Regions from separate parts of the Anser cygnoides genome. Here region 1 is linked to region 2. A link is a contact called in public Hi-C data. All regions are on one chromosome and are shown on one strand. The core of a region is the stretch at or near the end of the contact, and the rest is flanking DNA. Distances in the headings are between cores, read along the strand shown.

Evidence for each region. Hi-C and Micro-C count contacts between places; a contact is called where the count stands out from the background.
Region 1: a Hi-C map of liver shows a contact between it and region 2, with 1.9 times the contacts expected there. The contact joins the promoter of TCF20 here to the enhancer-like site in region 2. A contact is called at or near these places in 3 of 7 Hi-C or Micro-C datasets (all in liver).

What each region holds. Positions count from the first base shown.
Region 1 is chr1:44,338,251-44,344,906 of Taihu_goose_T2T_genome, reverse strand. TCF20 (transcription factor 20) reads left to right here and starts at 2,291. Exons shown (of 8, transcript XM_066990189.1): 1 at 2,291-2,494. It overlaps LOC106046234 (a long non-coding RNA gene), which reads right to left and starts at 3,422. Exons shown (of 3, transcript XR_010828569.1): 1 at 2,871-3,422; 2 at 736-957; 3 at 1-152.
Region 2 is chr1:44,278,560-44,284,918 of Taihu_goose_T2T_genome, reverse strand. The region is part of intron 2 of TCF20 (transcription factor 20); the gene reads left to right. Among named protein-coding and RNA genes, the nearest start is that of TCF20, 61 kb to the left of the region's middle. Within about 2 kb of position 4,293, at least 3 of the 3 cell types and tissues checked have open chromatin away from gene starts, as enhancers often do. A contact at or near this core is called in liver, where this site is marked.

The sequences.
Region 1 (6,656 bases), core at 1,042-3,541, 62 kb before region 2:
CTTGAATATTATGGTTGTGAAAACAGCATAAGAATCGATACAGAATATGTTTTATCTTATTCTATTTTATAGATAAGAGAATCTAGAAGAATCAGTTAGAGCAGGCAAGACAGTAAAAGTGTTGTTGTTGTAGCTGTGATGGTCTGAAGATCCTAGGGAAGCAAGGTTTGTGGAGAAAGGTAATATCTTTTATTAGATCAACTGATATAACTGGAAAAAGCAAACAAGCTTTTGGGCTCAGGGTCTTTTTATCAGATCTGACAGAAAGCAGCAAAATTCAAGCTAACTACAGGCTAGATGCAATTGCTCTTAGTTTAATCTAATTATATTAATCAATTTGACCACTTGAGAAAAAAAAAAAAGGAGCACCTATGGAGTGCAAAAGGGTGTGAGCAGAAGTGACTGACAAGCTGCTAGTTCTCTGCTGGACCACTAGTGAAGAAAGGGTTGTTTGTGCGGGTGACAAAGGGAGAGGTCAGCAGGGAGGCTGCAGTGGGCTAAGAAAGCAACACCTCTGTTAGACCCATGAGTTTCAGTATCTAGGGGCTGACAAGTTTAAATTATGAGATTTATCTTCTGGGAGTATTTTGCAGGTCTCCTTTGGGATAAGGACTGAGGGGCGAGGGTTGTTATTTTCCAACACAACATTCTGCTAATGATGAGTTTGTGTTTCTGTCCTTTATTGGCTGCCTGTACGCACTCATTCTAAGATGGCAATTATTCGTTTTCACTCACATGGTTTCTGGGGGGGTATCTCATCTGCTGGAGGAAGTGATGAACTGTAGCGATTTGGGACGACTATGCGCAGGAACAAAGAATTTCGGTGGTTTTGCTGTGGGAAGAAGGGCATTGATTATGCCGTCTGTGGAGTGGCGCTGGCGTATTTCATGTTTGATGCTCTGGCGGGATCTGGTTCTATTTCATGTTTTCATCTGCAGATTTGCTTCCTGTAATGAGCTGGGAAAGGGAGAGGCTGAAGGTTAGGAGGAGAGGCAGTGGGGAAAAAATCTTTCAAATGGAGATTGTCATTTAAAAGATTAATTTGTGTGTGGATTTTAGCATGTAATATTATCGCTATCAGGGAAATGTGGTCGCGGGAGGGGGAATGTTACAGTAGACTCTAAAATTAAGAGCAGAAAAACAAATTGGCAGCAAGCTAATGTGGTCGGAGACTTTGCCAGACCTTTTTAACATCGGTCGCACTGGACAAACACCAAACAAAATTTGATTCCTTGAAAAAAATGATTTTCTAAAATTGCTCTGGCTGCTGTTGCGTCTTTAACGCAGCAGGCACCTACGTGTTTTGCCAAAGCGTGACCTCGGTGGTAGAGCAGCCGCCAGCGCTCCCCTCGGAGCAGGTGGAGGAGTCCCGGCAGGGCTGGCCGAGCCTCGCGGCTCCTTGGTGTGGTCTGGGCGGCTGCTGAGCGCATCAGCTTTACGGAGGCGGTTTTACGGCCTGAGTGCTCTCGCAGAGGCTCTGGCTCGTGGGCTGCCATGTTTGTGCGTCAGTCGTGGTGCCTAGAAAGCTGGTGTTGGGGTAAGAGCCACCTTGGGGATTGAGCCGAGGGGAAGCCGCGCATTGCATTTGTGGCTGTACTTGACGAAGGAGTCCCAGCTTTTCTGAGCTGTTTCTGATCGGAATACGCAGTGCGCGCTTCCCATGTGTGGCCCGGCTTGGCAGCGTGATGTGTTTTGGCTCCAGCTCGTGGGGAAGCTGGTGCTGTGGGGCGCGGAGAGCCACAGAGGAGCCCAACGCACAACAGGAGGGGACCGAAGGCTGCCCGGAGCGGCCAGCTGCGTGAGGCGCCAGACACGGAAATCTCGCACGGCTCCAAAATAAAAACCACCAAGCACCAAATCCCCAAAACCACGCACAAAAAGGAGCCGACACGCCGACGAGAAACCCCTGCGGGGCTCTTAAACGACAAAACCCCCTGCGGCGGCCCGGGCAGCGCCCGACACCCACCCCCGCCGGGGGCAGGCCCAGCTCGGGCCCTCCCGGCCCGGGGGAGCGGCGCCAGGCCCCGGGACACGGGCACGGGCCCGGCCCTGCCCCGCCGCCGCCCGCAGGCAGCGCTGGGCGACGCCGGAGCCCGCCCCCGAGCCCCAGCCCGAGCCCGAGCCGCCGCCGGCCCCGCCGAGGGAGCCCTCCCCGCCCGCGGCTCCTCCTCCCCGGCCGCCGCCGCTCCGCCGGCAGCCACCTCACGGCCCGAAGGGTGGGCGGCTGGGCGGGCGGGCTGGGGTGGGGGGGAGGGAGGGAGGGAGGGAGGGAGGGAAGGAATAAATAATAAATAAATAAAGCCAAAAAAAAGAAAAAGGAGGGAAAAAAAAAAAAAAAAAAGCCGACACCCCCGGCGGGTCACATGACGTGACAGGATCCGTGCCCCGCTCCCCGCCGCGCAACAAAGAACCGGGAGCCCCGCTCCCCGCCGCGGGAAGGGCCGGGCCGGGCCGGGCCGTGCCGCCATGGCACGGTGAGGGGCGGCCCCGCCAGGTGAGCGGGGGGCACGGGGGGGGCGGCGGGTCTGGGGCCGGGTCCGGGTCCTCCCCCCTTCTCCCCGCTGGAGGTGACTTTTTATTCTCTTCCCCTCCACCCCCCCCTCCCTCGGTGCGCGGGGTTTGCTGTGGGTTTGGGTACGGCAGCCGCAACACCAGCCCCCCCCCCCCCCCCCCCATATCCCCTATATCTGTGGGGAATTGGGGGCCCCACGCGTGCTGTGGGGTGCCTCGGTCACGGGCTCCGTGGGTGTCCCGGCCGCCGTGCCCCGCCGCTTGCTTCCTTCCCCACGCGTGGATGCTTTATGGGGAGCGCTGTGCAGCCCCGTGCGTCGCTTCCCCCCTCCTTGCATGCCCCCCCAGCCCACCCTGACCTTCTGGGATGAGCGTTGCGGTGATCCCATGTCCTGTTAAAGCACCGTCCTGGCACCAGCTGCCTTTTCCCTGGGACGTACGTGCCCGCCGGGACCGTGACTTGAAGTTGTCGACAGTGCCCGTGGGTGACACGGGGGTGACGCCGTCCTCCGGCGACAAAGGCTTCGGGCCGGAGACCCCGCTGGGAGCGGAGACGGTGGCACGGCCGGAGCTGGCGTCGGAGGCCAGCTGCTTCTTGTTGTTGTTGTTGTTCTCCTTTTTCAATTTCCTTCTTGGCCCGTGACCCTCGCTGCTGTGATACTGAAATAATCCACTCCTGAGCTCGGCCAGCGTCTTCCTCGTGCGCTGGGTGGCCGCGTGCCCCGGCTCTGTCCAGCTGGGAGTGCCCCTGGGACGGTGGCTTCCTTCCAGCGCTTATCTTGGCTTGTGGGGACCGAGGAGAAACCGCGGTTCCCTTCCAAGGGAAGGCGCTGGGCTGGCCGTGCTGGTGCTAACTAACGCTCCTTAAATCAGAATTCAAAACAAGAGAAGCTAAGGGGCGAGGAGGAGCAAGCCACCGCTGTCCCCTGTGTGCCCAGGGCCTCTGAGGGCAGGACCAAGCCCTGTTGATGCTGCCCTGTTCAGGGCCGGGGCGTCCGGCGCTCGAGGACTGAGAGCTGGCCCCTTCGTGCTGCCCATGCCCCAGGGCTTGCCCGGGGTGGCGCTGGGGTCCTCGGCAGCACTCTGCAGGGTGGACCCGATGTGCAGGTTTATGCGCTTCTTCGTGCAGGCTTGGGCCTCGAGTTTATTTTTAATGGAAGCTACAAATCTTACCTAGTGTGACTTCGGTTATAGCAGTAAACCCTCCAAACTTGGGGCAAAACGGTGAGCAGGGAATACTGATTGTGAGGGCTTGTTTTTTCCCCCAGCCCTTCTTTTATCTACAGTTCCTATCCTGGCTCCCTTCCCTGTGCAGGCTGTTTCTTGGTCATGGGGGGGACGGACCAGGGGAGAATCTGTCAATAGCCAGCTCAGCTTCTGCTGATTAGCGCTGAAGATATGACTGTTTTTAATGTAACCAGCTGTGTCACAAGGACCTGGACTGGGATCCTGACAGTTTGCTTCGTGTGGGTCATTAGCTGCTGTGGAAGACTAATGGCTGTGGCTGCCAGCTTGTGCCCTTACAAAATAAGGAGGAAAGGTTGGTTTTTGCCCTAGACTGGGCGAGAGGTTTGAAGTGAAGATTAGTTTGCCTGTCCCTTCCCTTTAAAAAAAAAATATGCACGGCACATTTTTGAAACTGAGTCATCGGGTAGAATTTATTTCAAGTATTTTTAAGCTATTATGAATTTGATGCACTTTGGCCATATGCTCGCTGGAAACCGTAAGACAGTCTCGCCCAGGTTTGCTCTGTCTGGGCTCAGAAAGGTAATGAGGGAACCTCTCGCTGTGCGCCTTTCATATCTGAGCAGACCAGAAGGGGTTTGAGAGGGCAGGGACAACGGCCACGAGACAGCCTGCCTGCAGAGCAGGAGCAGCACAAACTCTCCGGCCCCCTCTTCGCGCACAGCCTTTGAAGGGTGAGCTGGCAGCGGGCAGGAGCAGGAGCAGGGGGGATGCCGCGCTCAGCCTCCCCGTCCCTCCGAGCTCCTCTTCTGCAGCGGGGCATCGCGGGGTCCGGCGCGTGGTGTGCGTGACCCCCCCGGCTCTCTCTCTGTCGCGGAAGTCATCGCGGAGACGCGCGGCTTCAGGAGCGATTATTAGCGTCGGATGACCTGGCTGGGATTGTGTAATGACACCGAGGAAGAGATAAAAGGTTTTATATCCTACAAACTTGGTTCTCGCTTCAGGGTGAGCTGCAAGGCTTTTGAAAACGCGCGAGTTTGACGGCTCGCTGGTAGCTGCAAATAGGTGCAAACGTTAATCGCTTGAAACAAGTCCTTAAAAATAAGAACAAACACAGATGTAGACTACAGGCAGGAAAGTGAAAAGAAGAGCTAATTACTTTTTTTTTTGTTGTATATTTTTTTAAATGACGTCTAATCCTGCGTATATGGTTCTGCGAGTGACCCAGCAGCTCCAGCAGTTTATTCATTTATTTAAAACAGCTTTGTAGTTCACCTTGAAAACCACTTCCTGCCATATGGTTATATTATTTCCCTATGCCACATTTTTTGCTAATTATCAAGACCATTTGCTTTAAAATAGGTGTTTTTAATTTCACAGCCTTGTCTGCCTCTCCTGCTTGATCCTGCCCTGGAGTCAAGAGGCTGTGTCTGTTCATTCTCCATGGCAACGGGCTGTGATTTACTTATTTCAATTTAATTAAAAAGCAGCTATCAAATTCTAGGCATCTTATATGTTCCTTATATTAGAAAAATATCAGTGGCTCCGTCTCCGCCGCAGATCTCCCAAGCTCAGAAATGAAATTCTCAGCCTGAGCCAATCCCATCTTCTCCGGTCCATCCCCTTTGGAAGAGTTTGGGAGAGGGAAGGAAGGGTGCTGGGGCCTGGCCGGAGGCTGAGGGGATGGGATGGTGGTGGTCGTGGAGGTCTGGTCATGGAGGTCTGGACGTGGCGGTCTGGTCGTGGAGGTCCGGACTCCAGCAGGCCACCTCTCCCCTCCTGCTGTCCTACAGCTGCTGGGAGGTTTCGGGGCTTGCTGGGGTAGTGTGGGCACCCCAGGCCGTGTGCGTAAGGGGCACACAGGCTGTGAGGTCTGCGTGTGAAGTCCTTGCTGGGGCAGGTGCCTCCTGCAGCGGCTGCATCTTCACAGCCGCTTTCCACGGTAGTGCTGGGCTGCGATGGCGTTGTGGGACTGGGTGGAATAGGCACGAACCTCAGTGCTTGCTGCAGCGAAAATGCAGAAAATGGCAGCCCTGCTAGAAATGGGTTGGCGTTTACCAGCTCTCCCTGTGTGAGAGATCTTACAATTCCAAATCTCTTGTGTTGGCTTTATTTCAGTAGGTTTTGGGGCCTTCTTGACACCTATCTGTTCTTTGATGCATGCACGATACGGCTTCTGGTTTTAAGCTAGTCAAGTAGAGAAGCCCCCAGTGCCCCATTGGTTTAAGCGTGCTTGGTATTCGTATGCAGGCTAGAAACGAATTTAATCCTAAATCAGTTTTCCAAGGGCTGTAGTTGTACAAAAACCAGCCCGTGTCGGTCAGGGATACGGAAACACGGAGCTGTTGGCTGAAGGGGGGAAGGCGTCAAGACAGGCCCGCTGGGGTGGATGGAGGAGGGTGGATTTACTGACCCAGCGGCGTTAGGTTTGCTAGCAAACGTGATTAAGGAGTGCCAAAATTAACACTGCCTTCGTCTCCAGCGCCAGTGCCCCGGTCTGTCACAGAGCCGGGACCCCTGGGGCCTGTGCAGGTGACTCAGGCCCGGCGCTGGCCTGTGCGCGCCGGCGCGTGGCTCCGGCAGCCAGGGAGGCGTGGAGGGAGGAGAGTTGGCCGTGCGTTTTTATCACACCTGAAGGAGCAGTTAGCATCGCAAGAGTGCCTGCGCTTTTTTTTTTTTCTCTCTCTCTCTTTGGCGGTGCTACTCCTGGTGCTTTCTCCAAGTCGCGGGTGGCGATTTTAGCAGCAGGCCCAGGTCCTGCGGAAGCCCGTGAGGCTACGACGAAGCGCTGGGCTCTCTCCTGGCTGGCGTGGTTTCGCTGGCAAAACGATGCACGCAGAGTTTCTAGCTGCAAATCCTCTGTTCCTGGTGATCGTGCATGAACCCAATAAAACTGAATAAAACCGAAAAGCAGCACCCCAAAGCAGGCTTTTATTTGTTGCTGCACTTCAGCAGATAGG
Region 2 (6,359 bases), core at 3,044-5,543:
GTCCTTCAATCCAGTTGTTGTTCTGCTGCAGGAATTTGGCTCTAGGACTTAGCACTGTGGCTTATGGAGGTGCTTCTGGTGCCTGGAGGAGAGCCACTTGCAAGCGATGCACCCAAGACATGACAGTCGGTAGGCTGATTGATCTCAAATCCACGTTCTTCCAAAATGCTTTCCAGCAAGTGCTCAGGTCCTGTGGCTGTCTTAGGGGGAAAGTTCAGTATCGGTGAATTAATGAGAGGAGAGCCCTCCCTGTCTTTGCTGCAGTTCCTCGGGAGATGTCTGATGCTGCTTCTCCCTTGCCCAGGGTCAGACGTAACACTTTTTATCTGAAGTAAGCGTAAAAGAAATAGGAGGAAGGTGTGGGGAATCCTGGGGCTAGATGGGAAGAGAGGTAGGAAATGTTAATGAATGCAGCCATGCTGATGTCTTTCTTGGAGGAAGAGAAACAGGCTCGCTGCCCTTGCTTTACACTTGCTTAGAGACTTAGCTGTCCCACCGTGAGTATCAGTTTCAGTCCCTGGTTGCGTGACCTGTAGGTGCCTGATCTCGCTGTCATCTTTTGTATCATCTGTCTTCAAGCTAGTCTCTAATGCCCATTCCCCTAGCATCTAAGTGCCTCGAGATGAAAGCTGTAAAAGTGCAGCGGTGAGCCTGTGCGTGACACGGAGTTGTGTAACGGGGGAAGGATTAGGATGAGGGCAGTGCTTTGAGGGGACGGTTTTCGCGCCTGTAAGAAATCTGCGTGCCTGACTCTGGAGCCTTCAGCCTTCTGGTGCTGCTGGTTCAATGCTTTTCATCAGCAATGAAACCTTTCATAAAGGAGAAGAAATCTCTCAGAAATCTCTCAGAGGACCCCGCCAGCTGCGTTCAGACATCCTCTTTCGGCTAAGAAACACTGGGGCGCCCCGAGCCTTTCCAGCACCTGTTACCCACAGACTTGTTCTCAGTCCCACAGGCTGCATCCCTTGCAGCCGGGCTGCAGTCCTCCCCCCTTTCAGGCAGAGGGAGCTCAGGGGGGTGTGGAGATGAGGTGTGGTGGAGGTCAGGAACCGGGCACTCCTTCCTTTCCCCCCCCCAAGCTGCTGATGTATGCTCCTGCAGAGCCATAGCAACTGAGTAATCACTGAATTATGGCTAGATCAGAAGTGGTGACCTCAAAGACAGAAGGAGACTCTCCATCTCCATTTGTCAGTCCTCTCAGGGTCAGAGGGAGATTTTTCTCAGGGATCTGTGGGAGAGGGGAAAGGGATGTGCAAGGTAAGCCTTACATTAAGGCATAACAGGAAAAAAACGTTTGCTTTTGCCATTGGCAGAGCTCATATCCGCCGAGAGAGTCCTTGCTGTTTCCATATGTGAGAAGGCAGCAGGGCGTGTAGGAACAGTGACTCTAACCCCAAGGGCTATTTATGGGGCTTAATTTCACCCAGAACCTCCCATCCTTCGTAAGGGAGGGTTTCAAGTCTCGAGGCTATTTTCCTTCCCATCTCTGGCTTGTTCGTGTGCAAGCACTTTGATTAGGTGGGAGGAAAAGATGTCTACGGGGACGCAGGCAGAGCTTGGGAGGGTTTTGTGGTGGTGGTCCTGCAGCGGCTGCAGACGATTAGGGCTGAGCTGATTTCCTTCCACACAAAGCAGGGACTTCAGTCTTATGAGGGTGGTGCGGTGCATCTGCTCAATTTATAGGACTTACTTTCTGATTACAGAATGTATTTGCTGGAAATTTACATGCAAACCTCTTTAGTTTGTTCCGTTGATTTTAAAATTGGTCCTTTAAGGGTTTATTTTGGTAAGTGACCGATTTTGGCCTTAAATCCCTGTTCTCTTTTTTTCCTCTTTTAAGAACTGAAGAGCAATTTGCTTATAAGTTGCTTTAAGCGCGTGTGGATACTATTGATGGCTTTATGCTGAACTAGAACTGCTCGCGTGGATGCTAGATACCAGCCCTGGTCACCCATCTGCGGGGTCAGAGCCCAACAGGAGCATAACGGGATTGCTTTCTCTGTTAGTCCTAACGATGTTTTATTTATAACAATATTTTGTGTAACTGATCATCGTTGAGTAGTTGTCACTGAATGGGTAAGTCAGAAGGTTGAATTTCTTTCTTCTGGAAAGAAAGCGAAGCATTCAGTGGCAAGGAAAAAAACTGGTGATGTGAACAAGGTATACTAATGACGGTGGTTTTTCTTCCGGAGTCTGCAGACAGCCAAAAATTAGGTTCTGAGAGAATTAAATTCTCCATTAAGCTCAGTGGGGTTGTATCTTAAGGCCCAATACATCACTTCAAAAGCAACAAAGTAGATGGCATCTGTGCTCACGTGATAGTTAATTAATATATTTTGGTTCTTTTGTTTTCATTCTAGACTTCAGGTGATCCTGTAGGTTACCAGTGATGCCTGCTGTAGTGTAACAGCTGACGATAGTGTGGAATTTGCCTGCATTTATAGCCTGTTTTTTTTTTCTTTTTAAACAACTTCAGTTTATCCTTGTAAGATGTTGAGGTTTTAGATTTTTTAAAACCTGACTCCTCTTGTGCTTCCTTTACGACACCCGTTAGTAGCAGAGATGGAAGCACTGTGGTGAAGCAGACAGAGATCCAGGTATTTAAGGATGCAAATTCACTTACTTTTGCGCCTTTGAGAAATTTTTGACTTGTGATTGCTAGCTCTCTTACAGTTTTATAGCATTTTTTTGGGCATAACTTTCTCTGTTCATGCTGCAACTTCATTTTGTACGTGAGGTAAGAAATACCTCGATACACCAAGCATGTATAAATAAGCTGTGTTTTCATGTATTTCTATATACTAAAGGGTTTTACTTTAAGGTACGTTTAAGTTTAACTTAAGGTAAAGCACTCGAAGCACTCCTGCCTTATAAATCTACATAAAGGATTGACCTCAATTGACATTTCCCTTCAGAATCAGAAAACAGATAATGGAAAATCAAATTATAAAACCCTTATCGAGTTCCCCCACCCCATTACGGCTTTTATCACCGTCCTCCAGCCCCAGAGGGAATGCTGCTTGCACCAAGCTTTTAGCATGCGGTGAGAGTCGACGAGATTAGGGCTGTTTGTGACGGGAGTAAAGTAACGGCTTGTCGCGGCGAATGCGCTGGCGGAGCCTCTGCTCCAGACGAAGGAGGCAGTGAATGACTTCCACCTCCCACGAGGGAGGCACCACGCCTGAAACACTGCTTGCAAGCGGGCAACAAGTGCTGGCGAGAGCACGGGCACGCCGCACGGCGGGAGGAGCAGCGTGCCTCGTAACGCAGCGCCCGTGTGCCCAGCCGCGATCCCCAGGTAGCGCACGCGGGGCACGCCGCAGTAAGCTAATCCGAGGGAGATAAGGCACGGATCACAGCAGCGGGCTTGGCTCCGAGAGGAGGATTCCTGGCCTTGTGCTGAGCCCAAAGAGGAGCGGAGGAGCAGGCGAGTCCTTCCTGGGCGCTCTCTTTGGCCACGTGGTTGTCTACCTGCCCTCGACGAGAAATGGAAGCAGCGCTTGTCGGACGCGCCCGGTGGTTTTCCCGGCCAGCTGCCATCGTTGCAGCCTTATCCCAACGGAATCTCAGCCGGTCTCAGAACTGATTTTGACAGATAACGCAAAGTGCGCGGCGTGGTGTTTCGCATTTATTTTTCACGGAGCAGGACACCCGCGGGGGAGCCGCCGGTGCTTTGAGGACAGCCCTTCTCGGCAGGTCGTTGCTTTTTGGGGTGAGCTGGGAGCCGCGGCCCTCCCTCAGATAAGGCTGGCTACAGGAGGATGATGTGTGCCGAGGACCTGGGCGAACAAGGCTGGGCAAACAGGGCAGCTCCTGAGCCCATCGCATCGGCTCGGCGGAGCTCCCCGCCCGTCCCCTCATTTCTGTCACGTCCCTGAGGGAAAGCCACCACGAGCGGTGAACGTTGGCCAAACTTCAGCTCCTCAGCCGCAGCAGCACCACCAGGCGCCCCTAACCACCCCCCCCCCCCCCAGTCCACGGTCTGTAGGAACCTCGGGAGCGCTGAGGGTGTTTATAAGAGCGTTTATTCGGCTGCTGAGGCGGTTCCGAAGCGGGAGCCGGGAGCAGCTCAGCGCGCAGCCCGCGCCCGGCCTCCATGTTGGGGAGGTCCCTTGGGGGAGGGGGGGGGAGGGACGCTCCCTCCCTCCCGCCACCGCGTGCGCGCGCACGCACAGATACACACCGCCGGGCGCGCGCGCGCACGCTCCGCTCGCCACCCACCCCCACCTCCCCTCCGCCCGGCCGGGACCCGCCGCCTCGCGCGCCGTTCCCGCTGGCGCCGAGCGGCCGCCGCCATTGGCTGGGCGGGGGTCAGGTGACCCCGTGTTATTTCCTGCGTGCGCGTGCGTGCGCGTGCGGCGTGTGCGCGCGCGGCCAGGATGCAGCCCGCCAGCCCCCCGCCGCCGCCGCCGCCGCCGGGCCCCCCCCGGCCCGCAGCCGGGCCCCGCCGCTGAGCGCCCCCGCCCCGCGCCCGCCTCCCGCGGCACGGGGTGGGGGGGCGGGGAGGGCCGCAGGTAAGGGCCGGGCCCCGGGAGGTGCCCCCGGCCCCGGGAGGTGCCCCCGGACCGCTTCACCCCCCCCCTCCCCCTTTATTCCTGCAGGGAGCCGGCGGCCGTGGGCCTGCCTCTGGGGCTCGGGGCCCGCCCGGGGTGCCCGGTGGTCCCGGCCCCTCGGCAGGGTTGACCTGGCCTCCGTTGGCGGAGCGCGGCCGGGCCGCTGGCGGTGCTGCCGGGAGCTGGTTTTCCTTACCTCCAGGGAGGACTACGGGAAAGTTATGTAAGCCGGTACCGGAGCCGGCCGGTGGCACCGGGGCTGCGTTGTGAAGTTGGAAATGGGGCTGCGGTTGTGTGCGAATCAACAAGCGTCTGCCTGCGCGGGGGGGGTTGGCACCGCCAGAATCCCTCGTCTCGGTGGGTGGACTGCCGTGGCTCTGTGCTGTGGCTCTTACCCGTAGCGTTACACCTCCGTTAGGAGGGCAGGCAGCCTGCTTGAATCCTGGCATCGTTTCCCACACCATTCTGCTTCTCTTCTCCGTCTCTGAAAACAGGAGGGGAAAAGAAAAAAGCGAGATGCCTGCGAGGGGACTGAGGATCAGTTTCTGAGCTTTCTATGTTTAGGTTAGTGTTTTGAAAGCTATTCGTGTCTGCAGTGGCTGTTGCCATCTGTTGATTCCACGGATAATTCCGAGCAGTCCTTGCTTTCCAGCGTGCTTCCTGATCAATAGCTGCGCGTGTAGCAGTTGGCGCACCTTTAACCCGGCTTTGCTCAACCTTTCCGCTTGCCCAGAGCGGATTGATGATGGACATGCAGCAACCTTCGCGTTACAGATGCAGCATATTTGTTAAATTCAGTTCAGGAAGAGGTGTCCGTTTGGTGGAGCATATGTGTTACACAGAACAATATTAAGCATTTTAAGTTTTCACTTGGCTGAAAGCTTTTTGCCTTCAGTGTGCCGCCCTACAAAATGTGGATTTGTTTCCTTTACCTTGAGTTGTATGAAGCTGTATTTTTTTTAAATCCATCTCTGCATTAGGTTCGGTTCACACATAAATAGTCATCTACATTAAAATACTGCAGAAAGTATAACTACCAAAAAGAAACGAAAAAAGAGTATTTATCAGTCACCTTTCTCTTAATAAACTTTGTTAATAGTACAAGGAGAGGAGGATAGTATTTGTCCACTTCTGTAAATTGCTGGCATGTGGAATGCATATTTTTGTATTTTCTTAACTTTCTCCTGGTTAAGTTAGCAAGTAAGGTACTATGCTTTCTGAGGGGGAGGATGACAACACCTTTTATGTCAAAAATATGACTTGCTACTGTACATTTTCATTGCTTACGGTTTTGGGAATAACCTCAGACAAACTGATAGCTTTGGGGCTTTGTATTAATGCACTTAAATGTCTAGGGGAGGTTTTTGGACCTTCTTGCAAGTTTGGTATTCTCTAGCCTACTTAGCTTTAAATTTGTTAGCATCTTTTTGAGTAGAATAGTATGCGTTTTGACATAGCTTGGGCTTTGATCTCTAAATCAGGTTTCAGAGGCTTTGGGAATTATGGACCCTGTTTTTTTTTTCTTTTTTTTCTCCTGAAATGCGTACTTTAATGTACCTTTCCAGCCTGGGGCAGGTTGAAGATGCTTCTCAGTATGGAAGCGCTTGGAGCAGCTTGGTTGAGTGTCTTTAACAGGAGGTCAGATTTTTAGGGAGGGAGAGGGGCGCTTTTCTTAGTTATTAATGCTTTGTAAAGAAGGCCCGAGGTGAATTTTTATGAAAGCAATAAATCTGTTTCTGTAATGCATAAGTAAGAAGTGAAGGTTATTAAAATCAAACAGAAAACTCGCTTGCGTATTACTTGTAG